2 separate regions of the Macaca mulatta genome follow, and region 1 is linked to region 2. A link is a contact called in public Hi-C data. All regions are on one chromosome and are shown on one strand. Each heading gives the region's core, a stretch centred on a gene start, on an enhancer-like site or on the middle of the called end of the contact. The rest is flanking DNA. Distances are from core to core; before and after follow the strand shown.

Region 1 (6,511 bases), core at 2,380-4,879, 350 kb before region 2:
GCTTCAATGTTATTTCACACTCTCACTTTATGTTAACATAATTCAACAATAAAGAAAGCACACAGTGAAATAATACTATGTGCAAAGGCGCACTGTAAGTACTGTCAGGCACACAATGACGATCCAGATAGTCCCGGCTCTCAGAAGCCGACATCTACAAGAGCGTATGGAAATAAAACTACCAGTAAATATGACAATGATACAAACAAACTGCTTTTAAAAATATAGCAAAAGGACTGATTACTTTTAAAATCTCTTGGTTTTCTTTTTCCACCAACTGTAAAGTTATTCAAAATCTGACCCTAATTAAACTCCTCCACGACAAAAACCCCATTCTGATAATTTATTTGAAGGAAATCCTCAAAACTCAAAACTCCTGTTTATCATTTGGTACTCATTGGAATACTTCTTTCAAATGTTCTCTTGTCTTTGGCTATGTCCCTTTTGTTTCCATAAAGAGAGATCTTCATCAAGGCAGTAATCTCATCTCTTATTACGTGTAAACCCAGTGGCTACAGAATGCAACAGGCATTTCCTTAGCTAACTTGCCAGGGTGAGACTGGATGTGAGTGTAAATTTATTTAATAATTAGAAAGAAGATTGACATTACACAACACTTTTTTTCTCTAAAGCTATAATCTTCCCTTCCAAATATCTAATACTGTAAAATACTCACATACATGTAATAGTAACATATAACATAGTTAAACTTGTCACTTGTTTCCTTTAAATATCCTGAATGCAAATGATGTTCACCAAATATTAATAATGACTTTCTAGGTGGTAGAATTTTCGCATTTTGAATTTCTTCTTTGAATTCTTCCTGTGTTTGAATTTTTATAAAAAACACAAATTATTTATACAAAAACAATGACATCATTATTTTTTAGAAATAAAAACTGCAAGCTGGGTGTGGTGGCACACACCTGCAGTCACAGCCCCTCAAGACTAAAAAAGTGTTTTAAGAAGAAGTTGCATCAGGACTTACTTCAATGGCATTTTACTGTGAACATGTAAAATAAAAGAATTCACCTTTTTAACTTTGGTCGCTGTGAAGTTGACTGTGATGCAGGATTTGAAAACCCTGTGCTTTTACTCACTGGAATGGCATTTTTTTTGGCATTGACAACCTGAGTACAGTGGGCACTAAAAGACTTAGGACTCCTCCTCTTCACTTTCCGCTCTTCCATTGTTTTAAGTTCCTTATTGCACCACGGCCAGCTTCTTAAGACCTAAATAAGGAAATAATACCATTATATATGTATGCTATAATATGCAAACATGAAAGAAATTCAAAGACCCATTTCACAGGTCAAAGGAGGATCAAGAATTCCAGAGGGCATAAGAGAAAGTTAGAAAATGGGTCTCTTAAGTTTAATCTACTCTACTATGTACCCATAAGCCCCTAGCAAAATTGTCTGGTAGACAGTTTTGTTGTTGTTGTTTTGTTTTTTTACCATTTTCTTTATTCCCTCATCCTACAAATATTTACTGATTCTCTTCCACAAGCCAGACACTATTGTGGGCACTGGGGAGACGGCACTGAACAAAACAAGATGTTTGCCCTCAAGAAGCCTACATTTTACAAGGGGAACAATATATAAACAATAAACAAATGATCCACATAATATTCCCAGCCTGATTCAAGCTTCAGGTGGCCTTTAGGTCTCTCTTCCAAAATGTATGCTCAAGAAGAACCAACTAGATTCAAACAGATGTATAATTGTCAGGGGGATTTTAATCAGCATTTAAAAAATCAAATAGAAGCCTTACTTCAAACTACTAAACAGAAATCAGTTTCTAGCTAGGGCTAATAATGATTCTAGCATGGTGATCAAGGCAAGTTCTAGAAAATCAAACTTGTTTGTTGCCTATTTTGAATATACTTTCTCTAACCATTTCCAAACAAACATGAATTTTATGATATATATTTGGTTTTACCCGTATCAAAAAAAGTTAACAATGTGAAGTTAAAGAGGGCCCTTCCATGGGGAATATGTGTAAGGCCTCCTAGTTATCCCTACACAATCCCCTTACTTTATGTATTAATCCGCTCTATTTTCTAACATCTATCTATTTAAAAATACCCTTCCGGCCGGGCGCGGTGGCTCCTGCCTGTAATCCCAACACTTTGGGAGGCCAAGGCGGGTGAATGACAAGGTCAAGAGATCGAGACCATCCTGGCTAACACGGTGAAACCCCGTCTCCACTAAAAACACAAAAAAATTAGCCCGGCGTGGTGGCTGAGGCCTGTAGTCCCAGCCACTCAGGAGGCTAAGGCAGGAGAATGGCGTGAACCCGGCGGGCGGAGCTTGCAGTGAGCCGAGATCACGCCACTGCGACAGAGCGAGACTCCGTCTCAAAACAAAACAATAAAAAAACAAGAAAACCTTTCCATATTTTATTTGCGCATAGTGTTAAATTTTTCTTAACGTCATTATTTCATGTAACGTAAGATAAAGAATTTATATGGCTATCTACCTCATCAGGTTGTAAATTGCCTTCTAGAAACATTAGGCCGTTTTTTGCATGTTGTGTTTAAGCATGCCATGACCATTCGAAAAGATTCGAACCCATTGCTGTCGCTTAAAATAATTATTTGAGAAATTCAATGAAATTTTTTTTTCTTTTGCCTGGACTTAGTGCCACTGGCACTGGAATTTAAACCACTCAGCTTAAATTGGCTGACGCTAGACAATCACAACTGGAGCTACAATACTTCCAAAGAAGAGGCTTTCTGGGAAAGGCTCCAGTGCCCAGTCTCTAATCCCAGATACCATTGGGTATCAATCCACTTAAACCTTGGCTAACAATTTTTCTTTTAAGAATAATTTTGGTAACAATAGTAATTCTGGTGTTGTTTCAACATGCAACACAAATGAAAGTCTGAAAGATGACTGAATAGAGACGATGGGATATTAGTTCTCTGAAGAGGCAAGAATCTGTAAAAATTTATGATACGCATAAACACGCTGGCCTGAAATTTCACGATGCTAATACGCATTTGGTGGTACAAGAGAAAAAAAAATCTAGGAAGTAAAGCAATGCAAATAAACCAATGGTGGTCTAAACCACAATATTCTGGGAGCCAGCACTCGCGATTTCCTCGTTTTTGGAAAGTCACATCTGTCACAAGAGCACTGAAACCCTTCTTGTATATCAAACAGCAACGAATGTTTTAGAGAACGCATAAGTAAACTGCTCATAGTTATTCACACAGTGGTTTTAATTGCCAAGTCTTGCCTCCAAGCAGTATCCCTGGAGGTCCCTCTTGACATCACCTCACTCCCCTTCCCCAATCTGCCGAAGCGATGACCCTTCACCGCCCAGTACCCAGCAGTGACCAGAGTGGTGGGAAAGGCCTAAAGGGGCAGGTTGCGGAGGTTCCTCTGCTTCCACTACATACCTGAAGAAGGGTATTGGGGCCCCCTTCCGCAACCCGCAAAGACCCGACAGCCTCAGAAGCCACCGCCGCAGCCACAAACACAGCCCCGGTCACATCCCGGGACCCGCGCCTCGGCAGCTGCCTTTGTTTACGGAAGTGACGTGAGGCACGGCCTCCATGCCCCAAGCGGAAGCCCCGCCTTTTCCTGCTCCCCCAGTGTCACTCTTGTCTCCGCCCTCGGCATTTCATTGTTTCGCGTGTCCTGCCTTTAGCTGTAACTCCAGCGGGCGTGGAAAGGAAGACCCACGGTTGGGCGTGTCGCTTTAGGCTCTGTGACCCAGGAGCAAGACGCAATAAGCAGGTGCAGTGGAAGTAGAAACGGGCAATGCAGTACCTTTCCCGGAAGCTACTCAGCGCTTTGGTGAGTGTCAGATCCCTAAGAACTACAATTCCCAGAATGCTGTTCGAGCACGCCCGAAGGCGGAACCAGAGTGTCGCAGTGCAACTGTTCCTTGGTTGTTTCGGATTGGTTGCCCGGACTTCTCGCGGCTAAACTAACTTTGGCTGGAAGGCGGTGTGAAGAGGGTGATTCTGTTCAGCGACCATGATGCTGAGCCCGTAAACGAGAGTCTGTTACCACTATTAATAGCTATTCTGTTCGGGCCCTACACATAACGTTATATCTAAACCTCTCTACAGTTTTATGGGTACGAGTTATAATCTCCGTTTTACAAATGGGGAATTTGAGGCTCAGAAAGGCTAATTGTTGCAGGTGTCTCTCTGTCGCCAACGACAGTTCTACTTCCACTATACTTAAAGCTTCTGGAGAACGACTTGCAGGCTGAGAGAAAGAGATCTATCTTAAATGAGGGAAGAAATGCACGTTTCATTGCCTGGTCTGGGTAGCCTTTCCGGTGTGGGAGTGGGAGGTGGGAAGGTTTTAGATTCACAGGTCCTTAGATTGAAGGGACTCTGGAGGAACACCACATACCACCGCCGCATTAGCTAATGGGGAAACCATATCTAGAGATTGTATCCATGCCAGAAAAGGCGGAGCAAAGACAACCCCAGTCTCCTGGCTTCTAGGATAGGATGTTCTTCCACCACCCGCCATTTAAAAAAAAAAAAAAATTCTGAAATGTTTTTAAAAGAAAAGCACAGAGTAAACACTTAACGCACCCACTATCCAGAACGAACAGATTTATGAATGAAAGAAACAGAGCATTACAGATAAAGCAGATGTCCCCTATTCTCAGTTCCACTCTACTGCCACCCTCAGGGAGGCAACCAGGATCATGAATTTGATATGTATCTTGCCAATCTAGGTTTCTATACTTAAACTATTACTATGTATTATAAACAATATGTAGAATGGTTTGGGGTATTTTAAGTTTTATATGAATGCTATTATATTTTGTGTATTGATCTGCAACTTGATTATTTCACCAAATTATATGTTTTTGAGAGCTGTCCACATTGATAAATATAGCTAGACTTTATGAAATAGATTTGCCACAAATTATTTGGGAATTCCAATAGTGATGGATGTTTAGGTTGATTCCCATTTTTCACCGTTACAAACACTACTGTACAGTCTTCTCAATATCTTTTCCCAGTTTCTCCTTTTAATTAATCTCAAATTGTCTTATTTGTATGAACAGAGCTTGCAACTGGTGATTCACATGCTACTTTTTTTTTCTTTTTCTTTTTTTTTGAGACGGAGTCTCGCTCTGTCGCCCAAGCTGGAGTGCAGTGGCACGATCCTGGCTCACTGCAAGCTCTGCCTCCTGGGTTCACGCCATTCTCCTGCCTCAGCCTCCCGAGTAGCTGGAACTACAGGCGCCCGCCACCACGCCCGGCTCATTTTTTGTATTTTTAGTAGAGACGGGGTTTCACCATGGTCTCGATCTCCTGACCTTGTGATCCGCCCGCCTCGGCCTCCCAAAGTGCTGGGATTACAGGCGTGAGCCACCGCGCCCGGCACTACTTTTTTTTTCAAATTGGTTGCTAATGGCTAAAATTGAAAGAATTTAAAAAAAAAAAAAAAAAAAAAAAAGGATCTGTGGCATCCCATGAATTAATGGGAAGATCTGACTACATTAGATCTGTGTTGTAGCCTGGCAACAATGGTTCAAGCTGAAAAGCATCTGCCTCCTTTACATCAGTTCAAGTAATATCTAGTTTTTCTTTATCTTTAGTACCCATCTGAGCCCTGTAGCATTTGTGTTTACAACCTGCAACATTATGTAGGGACACAGGAAAGCACCCTTCTAAATGTACATATTTCAGGTATTCAGAAATAGGTATTCAGGTTTTGAATACCTATTTGAAGTCCCTATTTTAGCCACACCCTGTGATAGGAGGTCAGGATGCATCTATCAACAAAAGGTGTAAGAGCTTTATAGTCAGAGATGTTATATTCCTGATATGAGAGACTGACAAATTAGTATGCAAATAAAATAGTTTCATTTAGTCAGATAACAGTCCGAAATAACAGCTTAAGTTCAAAAGTAGTGTGTACTGCAGTAGAAGTATCAGGGAAGGCCTTCCCAAAAATGCAACTTTGAGGTAGAGATATGAATGAAGTGCATGAGCCAGCCGTGGAGTGATCTGAGGGAAAGGAGTCCTTGAGTGCCAGGCACGGTGGCTTTTGCCTGTAATCCAGCACTTTGGGAGGCTGAGGCAGACAAATAGCTTGAACCCAGGAGTTGGAGACCAGCCTGGGCAACATAGCAAAACCCCATCTTTACAAGAAATACAAAAATTAGCTGGGCATGGTGATACAGGCCTGTAGTCCCAGCTACTTGGGAGGCTGAGGTGGGAGGATCACCTGAACCCAGGAGGTCAAGGCTGCAGTGAGCTATGATCATGTCACTGTGCTCCAGCCTGGGTTACAAAATGAGACCCTGTCTCAAAAAAAAAAAAGAAGAAGAAGAGCATCCTTGAATAAAACATACGGCTAAAATGCAGGCCATTAGGCAAAATGAACTTTAACATGTTTGAGAAAGCAGAGGGTTAGTGTGGTGACATGTACTGAGCTAGGGACCGAGTGACGCAAGATAGAGTTGTTGTAGAGGTACAATTTCAAGTGTGATTTCTTTTATCTAGAGTTCCTCCCTGAAAGAA
Region 2 (5,879 bases), core at 1,368-3,867:
GAGTGGAAGCCAATGTCCTCATGGTTCAGCCCGATGTCTCACCAGCCCCCAAGCAGGAGGAGCCAGCTGAGAACAGTGCGGATGCTGGGGGCGATAGGGAGAGCTGCCTATCTCAACAGGACGGAGCAGGTGAGTCTGGCTTCCTGGCTTCTCTCTCCTGTGCCCTCTGCCCATATGCAGCTGAACCAGATAGGGCTGTTGAATGCTTACACGTGGAAAGAACCCAGGTAGATCAGATTGGTGTTAAAGCTAACAGTATGTAGACTTCCTGTGCAAAAACACAGATTAAGTTACCAGCTTTGCATTTTGTTATTATTTTTAAAATCTAGACCTAAAGGCATGGCAGAAAATAGGGGGATGGAGATGATCTGCAGCAGGCTGGATATTAAATAGCAATGGGTAACACCTCCCTTCCAAAGAGCCACAAAGAAATGTTGCAACAAAATTTAAGAGAGATGCCGTGGGCGTTCTATACTTTAACAAAGAATGAGCTCTGGCTCTCACGCTAGTGTCATTTCCTCCCTTCTTTGTGAACTATCAAACTACAGACCTATGGCATCTCCCTGCGGTTCTCACATTGTCAGGAATGGCAGGGAAGCAGCATATTTAGAAGCTTGGCTGAGGACTGAAATTCTAGTCACTTGTGCATCTTGTGGGCCTGCCTGCTTTTCCGTAGCTGGGGTGCCGGAGACCACCGCAGCCAGTTCATCCTCAGAGGCCTGTGACTTCCTCAAGGAAGACGGGAGTGATGAGGTGATGACCCCTAGTCGACCCAGGACCACAGAAGACCTTTTTGCAGCTATTCACAGGTATTTCAAACTCCTTCTTTTGACTTTAATCTACTGTGTAATTCCTTCTTTCCAAGCAGCACCTCAATTTACTTTTCTTCCCCAAGGTTTCTTCTGTCACCCAATCATGACTCCTTAACTTTACTGTTGATTTTTATAGTTTTATTTCCTCTGACTCCAATTTCTGTTTTACTTTGTTTCACTGATTTTTATGACATTGGGGACAGAGGCGCAATGTGATACCTTCTGGTATGCGCTGCTCTTCCTGGCAAGGGGTGTAGTGTGGCAGTCATAAGACAGAGGATATTAGCGAGAGTCGGATTAAAGCGGCTGACAGTGCAGTCAGGAGGAGGAATGCTGTGTTCTGTGGACTTAGGATGCACAGACTAGCTCCATGGGACTCTCTTCCTAAAGATCTTTTAGTTTATTCTAATTTTTTTTCGTTTTACAGAAAAACCACAATCATACAGTGCAATTTCTTTGGCTGCTTAAATGTTTCTATAAAAGGGTACGTCCCTTTAAGCGGGAGCAAAAGAATGATTTGTGCTGGTTACTGTATACCACTAGTGCCATCTACTGGCATCAGAAATCGTTGGGGTTCAAAACAAACAAACAAACAAAGGGTAAAATTTTCAAAGTAATGGCCTGAACTGTTTGTACTTCTTATATGTGGTCACCTTTAAGGGTAAATATGATTTAGCACTAAAGTTTTACTTATTGCATCATTTTTCTGATTGTAAACAGCTGAGTACTCCCACAACAGTGTCATTGTAAAAACTGATGACTGTATATGTGCAACTACGTTAAGCTGTAATGCTGTATAAACCTTTTGCTTCCTTCTAGACTTCTTTACCACGGTATTTCCAGGTAACTCTAATGAATGTCCTTATGCTGCTAAGGCCTTATTTTGCCCTGAATGAAGATCCTTTTTTTTTTTTTTTAAACCTCCTGAAACAAAGCATCCTATAGAATCATTTGATTCTGTGTGTGAATGATCTTATGTCAGCACTGCTTTCCCAATTCTTGGACTCTCCCTGAAAAGGCTATTGCATAAGATGAAAAACATAGTGCTGTGCCTACCTGAAGCTCTTCATGTAACACATAAACATCTAACTTGGTGCAGGGGGAACGAAGTAGGTGAATTCATGTGCTCCTCAAGAATCATGCTCTTTACATCGCTCCTCTAGTGTTGGTATAATAGATCCTAAAGACTACCCGCTTTAACATGGACTGGTTTCTTTAATCTCATTAGAAGTAAAAAGGTAGCTAGTTATCCAATTATTTCTCAAAACAGAGAAATGATAAATGATGCATCCTTTGAAACTTTAGTGGCAATTCTAGAAGTTCCCACAGATGTTTCTAACTCTTAACCACGCTGGACACATAAGAAGCACTCAATAAATATTTCCTGAATTAAATGAAACCAACTGGTATTTAACCACTAGAAGATTCTTCCGAGACTCAAAGTATTTCATTTAGTATGGAATGCACTGGGTTGCTAAATATACAGGCATATCTATCTATTTATAATAGCCATCCACAGAGAAGATTGCATTTCCTGGTCATTCTGTGTACTAAATACTTGGTTCCAGTGAGGAAACCCAACTGTTGTAGGTCCAAATTATTGCATATTTTTTTCCCAAAAATATGCCAAAAGCCTCTTCTATATTTTGGCAACCTTCTTAAGGCACTGAAAAATGTGTGGTTTCTCTTACTAGGGCGTTACATCGACTGCAGATGTAGAAATCGGTCAGTTCGTATTATTCAGTGCACGTATGAGAGAAGTAAAAGCCAAGTAGGCCTTAGGAATGGATTGCAGAGAGAGAGCGAGGACACATGCTAATTTCTGTTGTAGCGTTGAGAATAAATTAGCAGACATAGTAAAAATCCATCTACTGTATGTGCTTTTTTAGGCTTTATTTTTATGTCTTTCAGCGCTTAAGCTCATAATTTAAAATAAAGAGTATCTGAGTTGGAACACAGCTTCCAAATTTTATAATGCAAATTAATTCACTTCAGATTTAAAGCCAGATGGAAAATGTAGAACACCAGTTGAGGTGTGAAGTTTTTATATTTATTGAAGTAATTAGTTTTTAAATCAGTGTTAACTGTTTAAGCACTTTTTATAGCCGTCTTCCTTAAAAGTACATATTTGTGTGTGTGTCTGTGTGTATGTATAGGCAAAGAATTTGTACGTTTAGATTTAATTATTTTAGTGGGCACCTGCTCTTGAGAGATGACAGTGCTTTCATAAAATCCCATCGTTCTTCCTTTTTTTTTTTTTTTCTTTTTTGATACAGAGTCCAATTCACTCTGTCACTCAGGCTGGAGTGCAGTGGCACGATCTTGGCTTACTGCAACCTCTGCCTCCCAGATTTGAATGATTCTCCTGCCTCAGCATCCCGAGTAGCTGGGATTATAGGCGTGTGCCACCATGCCCGGCTAATTTTTGTATTTGTAGTAGAGACATGGTTTCACCATGTTGCTCAGGCTGGTCACCCCATCTTCTTTCTTAATTCTGTGTCTACAATTAAAGGTCATAGTTTTAATCAAGTTTAGTTGTGACTTGTTTAATGGATCTCAGCATACCCTCACCATTTAAAAACTAAATTAAAAATTAAGTCACCAGCCAATACCTAAAAGAATGAAATGAGCAGAGCTGCTTTGGGGAGTAGACCATGTAAGTGGTGAGGCCATGTGCTGTAAGCTCAAGTCCTAGCTGTCATACTAACAAGTTACTTTTTCTCAGTTACCTTTTCTGAAACCCAAAGTAGTTGGACCAGACCATTTCTAACGTCTTTTCTCGCTCTACAATTTTGAGATGTTAGGATGTCTGTAGTTTTGTCAGCCGGTCCTAACTCTTATCAGGACACTGCTCTTGTTGACTACTGAGCGGGACCATGAAACCTGTACCATAGGTCGTGTTCTGAGGTCCCAAAGAGTCTGGTGCCCTGTCCACTCTGGCCACCCTTCAGACTCTGTATTGGGTCCTTACCATTTCCCAACTTCTGCTTTAGTGGCATCTTTTTGACCAGAAGAATGGACATGACCCCAGGAACACCAAGCCCAGGGCAGCCAGCATGGGCCCATCTTGCCCTCAGTCTTGCTGTGTAAGCCACGTAAAAACTAAATCCATTTTCTATGTGACATTCAAAGGTTTGTTAAGCACCTGCTCTATGCCTGACCAATTATGGCTATTACTGCATTCACGTGTACTGACAAACTGTGACTTATATACTGTTATTCCCCTTTTTGTGATAGGAAAAATACACAGTCAGAAATGTTAACTTGTCCAAGGCGACGGAACAAGGAAGCTTTAGCAGTGGGAGCCATGTAGCTTCCTTATTTCACTTAATCTTCACAAACCTGTGAGGTTGGTGTCTTATAAGTGAGGAGGCACAGCACACATGGGTAATTTGTCCCAGGTCACACAGCGAGAGGTGGGAAGAGTCTGGTTTCAACTCTTAATCTGTATGTATAGAATCATACTCTCAACCTTTCCCTGCTGCATGTTCTACAGTTTTATAGCAGGAAAAGAGATATACCCACGTCTTTATTCTGTTAACTGTGTCGAGTTTCCTTAAAGCAAGTTGTCCTGCACTTAGCTAAGAAACACACACTGAGTTGTTGTCATGAAGAGACCAGCAAGGGGTCACTTGGTTCATTGGCTTTATCATCTCTTTGCCACTGTCAATGGAAAGCACATTGAACAGTGAGGTTCTTAGAGACTCAGGACAAGAAATATCGACAGGAAACCTTCAACTTTCTTTGATTGCCCGTTCGTCTTCCCCACCCCACCCCACCCCACCCCTCACATTTTCTTGATCAGTGCAAGCTTTGCTGAGTCAATCATGAAGCAGGGTCTGGCACAGAGGGTTCACCTTTGTTTTCTGGAAGGCTGGATTTTAGAAGTTGGCACATGGTCCTGAAAGAGCTGAGGAAGACTGGTCTGATGGCAACTTCTAAAATAACTGAGAATGTGAAGCTGAGGAGTTGTTCTAGGACCTGGAGTGGGGTACATCTTAGTACAGGGGATATTCTGGCACGGAACAAGAAAAGGAAGCGTAGAAAGAAAGGAGGGTCAGCATGTGAAATTCACTCTGGATCAGCCCATCTAGGAGAGATCAAGGAAAACTGACCATTATTAAAACTTTTAGTCCTATCCAAAGTAAGTTAATACAGTGTCTAAGATTTGTTTCAAATAGGGAGGGTGGAGACAAAAGAAGGGTGACCGTAATTCATGATTATCATAAGTGTGTTATGGGCTCATGTGGTCTTGCAATGAGCTGTTCTTTTTTGTGTGGGTGTTTGAAATTTTCAAAGTTAAAAATAAATTATTTGCGGGGCACAGTGGCTCACGCCTGTAATCCCAGCACTTTGGGAGGCCGAGGCAGGTGGATCACCTGAGGTCGGGAGTTCGAGACTAGCCTGGCCATCATGGCAAAATCCCATCTCTACTAAAAATACAAAAATTAACTGGGCATGGTGGCGGGCACCTGTAATCCCAACTACTCGGGAGGCTGAGGCAGGAGAATCGCTTGAACCTGGGAGGCGGAGGTTGCAGTGAGCTGAGATTATGCTATTGCACTCCAGCCTGGGCAACAGAGCAGGACTCTGTCTTAAATAAATAAATAATTATGCATTTATTAATTTTTCTTTTTCTTTTTCTTTTTTTTTTTTTGAATAGAGATAAGATCTTACTGTGTTACCCAGGCTGGTCTTGAACTCCAAAGCTCAAGTGATCCTCCCACCTTGGCCTCCCAAAATGCTGGGATTACAGGTGTGAGCCACTGTGCCCAGTGAAAAATAAATTTTTTGAAAGTGAATCTGAAGTAGATGGTGACCTGAAGATGCGATAAGAGAAGCAGAGTGGTTGTGGCTGTGACCACAGTCTGTGGTCCCATGGGAATTAACCTTTTCTTAATGTTATTAAATCTCAGATCCAAAAGGAAAGTCCTCGGCCGTAGAGATTCAGATGATGACCACTCCCGAAACCATTCTCCCTCCCCACCCGTGACACCCACCGGCGCTGCCCCGAGCCTGGCCTCTCCAAAGCAAGTGGGATCGATTCAGAGAAGCATCCGAAAGAGC

The links. A called contact is a pair of places that touch in the nucleus more often than the background predicts.
Region 1: a contact with region 2 is called in a Hi-C map of fetal cortex germinal zone, with 3 times the contacts expected there. The contact joins the promoter of CCDC28A here to the enhancer-like site in region 2. A contact is called at or near these places in 5 of 14 Hi-C or Micro-C datasets (cortical neurons, fetal cortex germinal zone, fetal cortical plate and 2 more).

The regions. Positions count from the first base shown.
Region 1 is chr4:43,870,998-43,877,508 of T2T-MMU8v2.0, reverse strand. CCDC28A (coiled-coil domain containing 28A) reads right to left here and starts at 3,629. Exons shown (of 7, transcript XM_002808399.4): 1 at 3,550-3,629; 2 at 3,407-3,548; 3 at 1,033-1,232. The coding sequence starts at 3,629.
Region 2 is chr4:43,521,994-43,527,872 of T2T-MMU8v2.0, reverse strand. It overlaps NHSL1 (NHS like 1), which reads left to right. Exons shown (of 7, transcript XM_077999468.1): 5 at 1-129; 6 at 677-809; 7 at 5,729-5,879. Among named protein-coding and RNA genes, the nearest start is that of MIR3145, 7.8 kb to the left of the region's middle. Within about 2 kb of position 2,617, at least 7 of the 40 cell types and tissues checked have an H3K27ac peak or open chromatin away from gene starts, as enhancers often do. A contact at or near this core is called in fetal cortex germinal zone and fetal cortical plate, where this site is marked.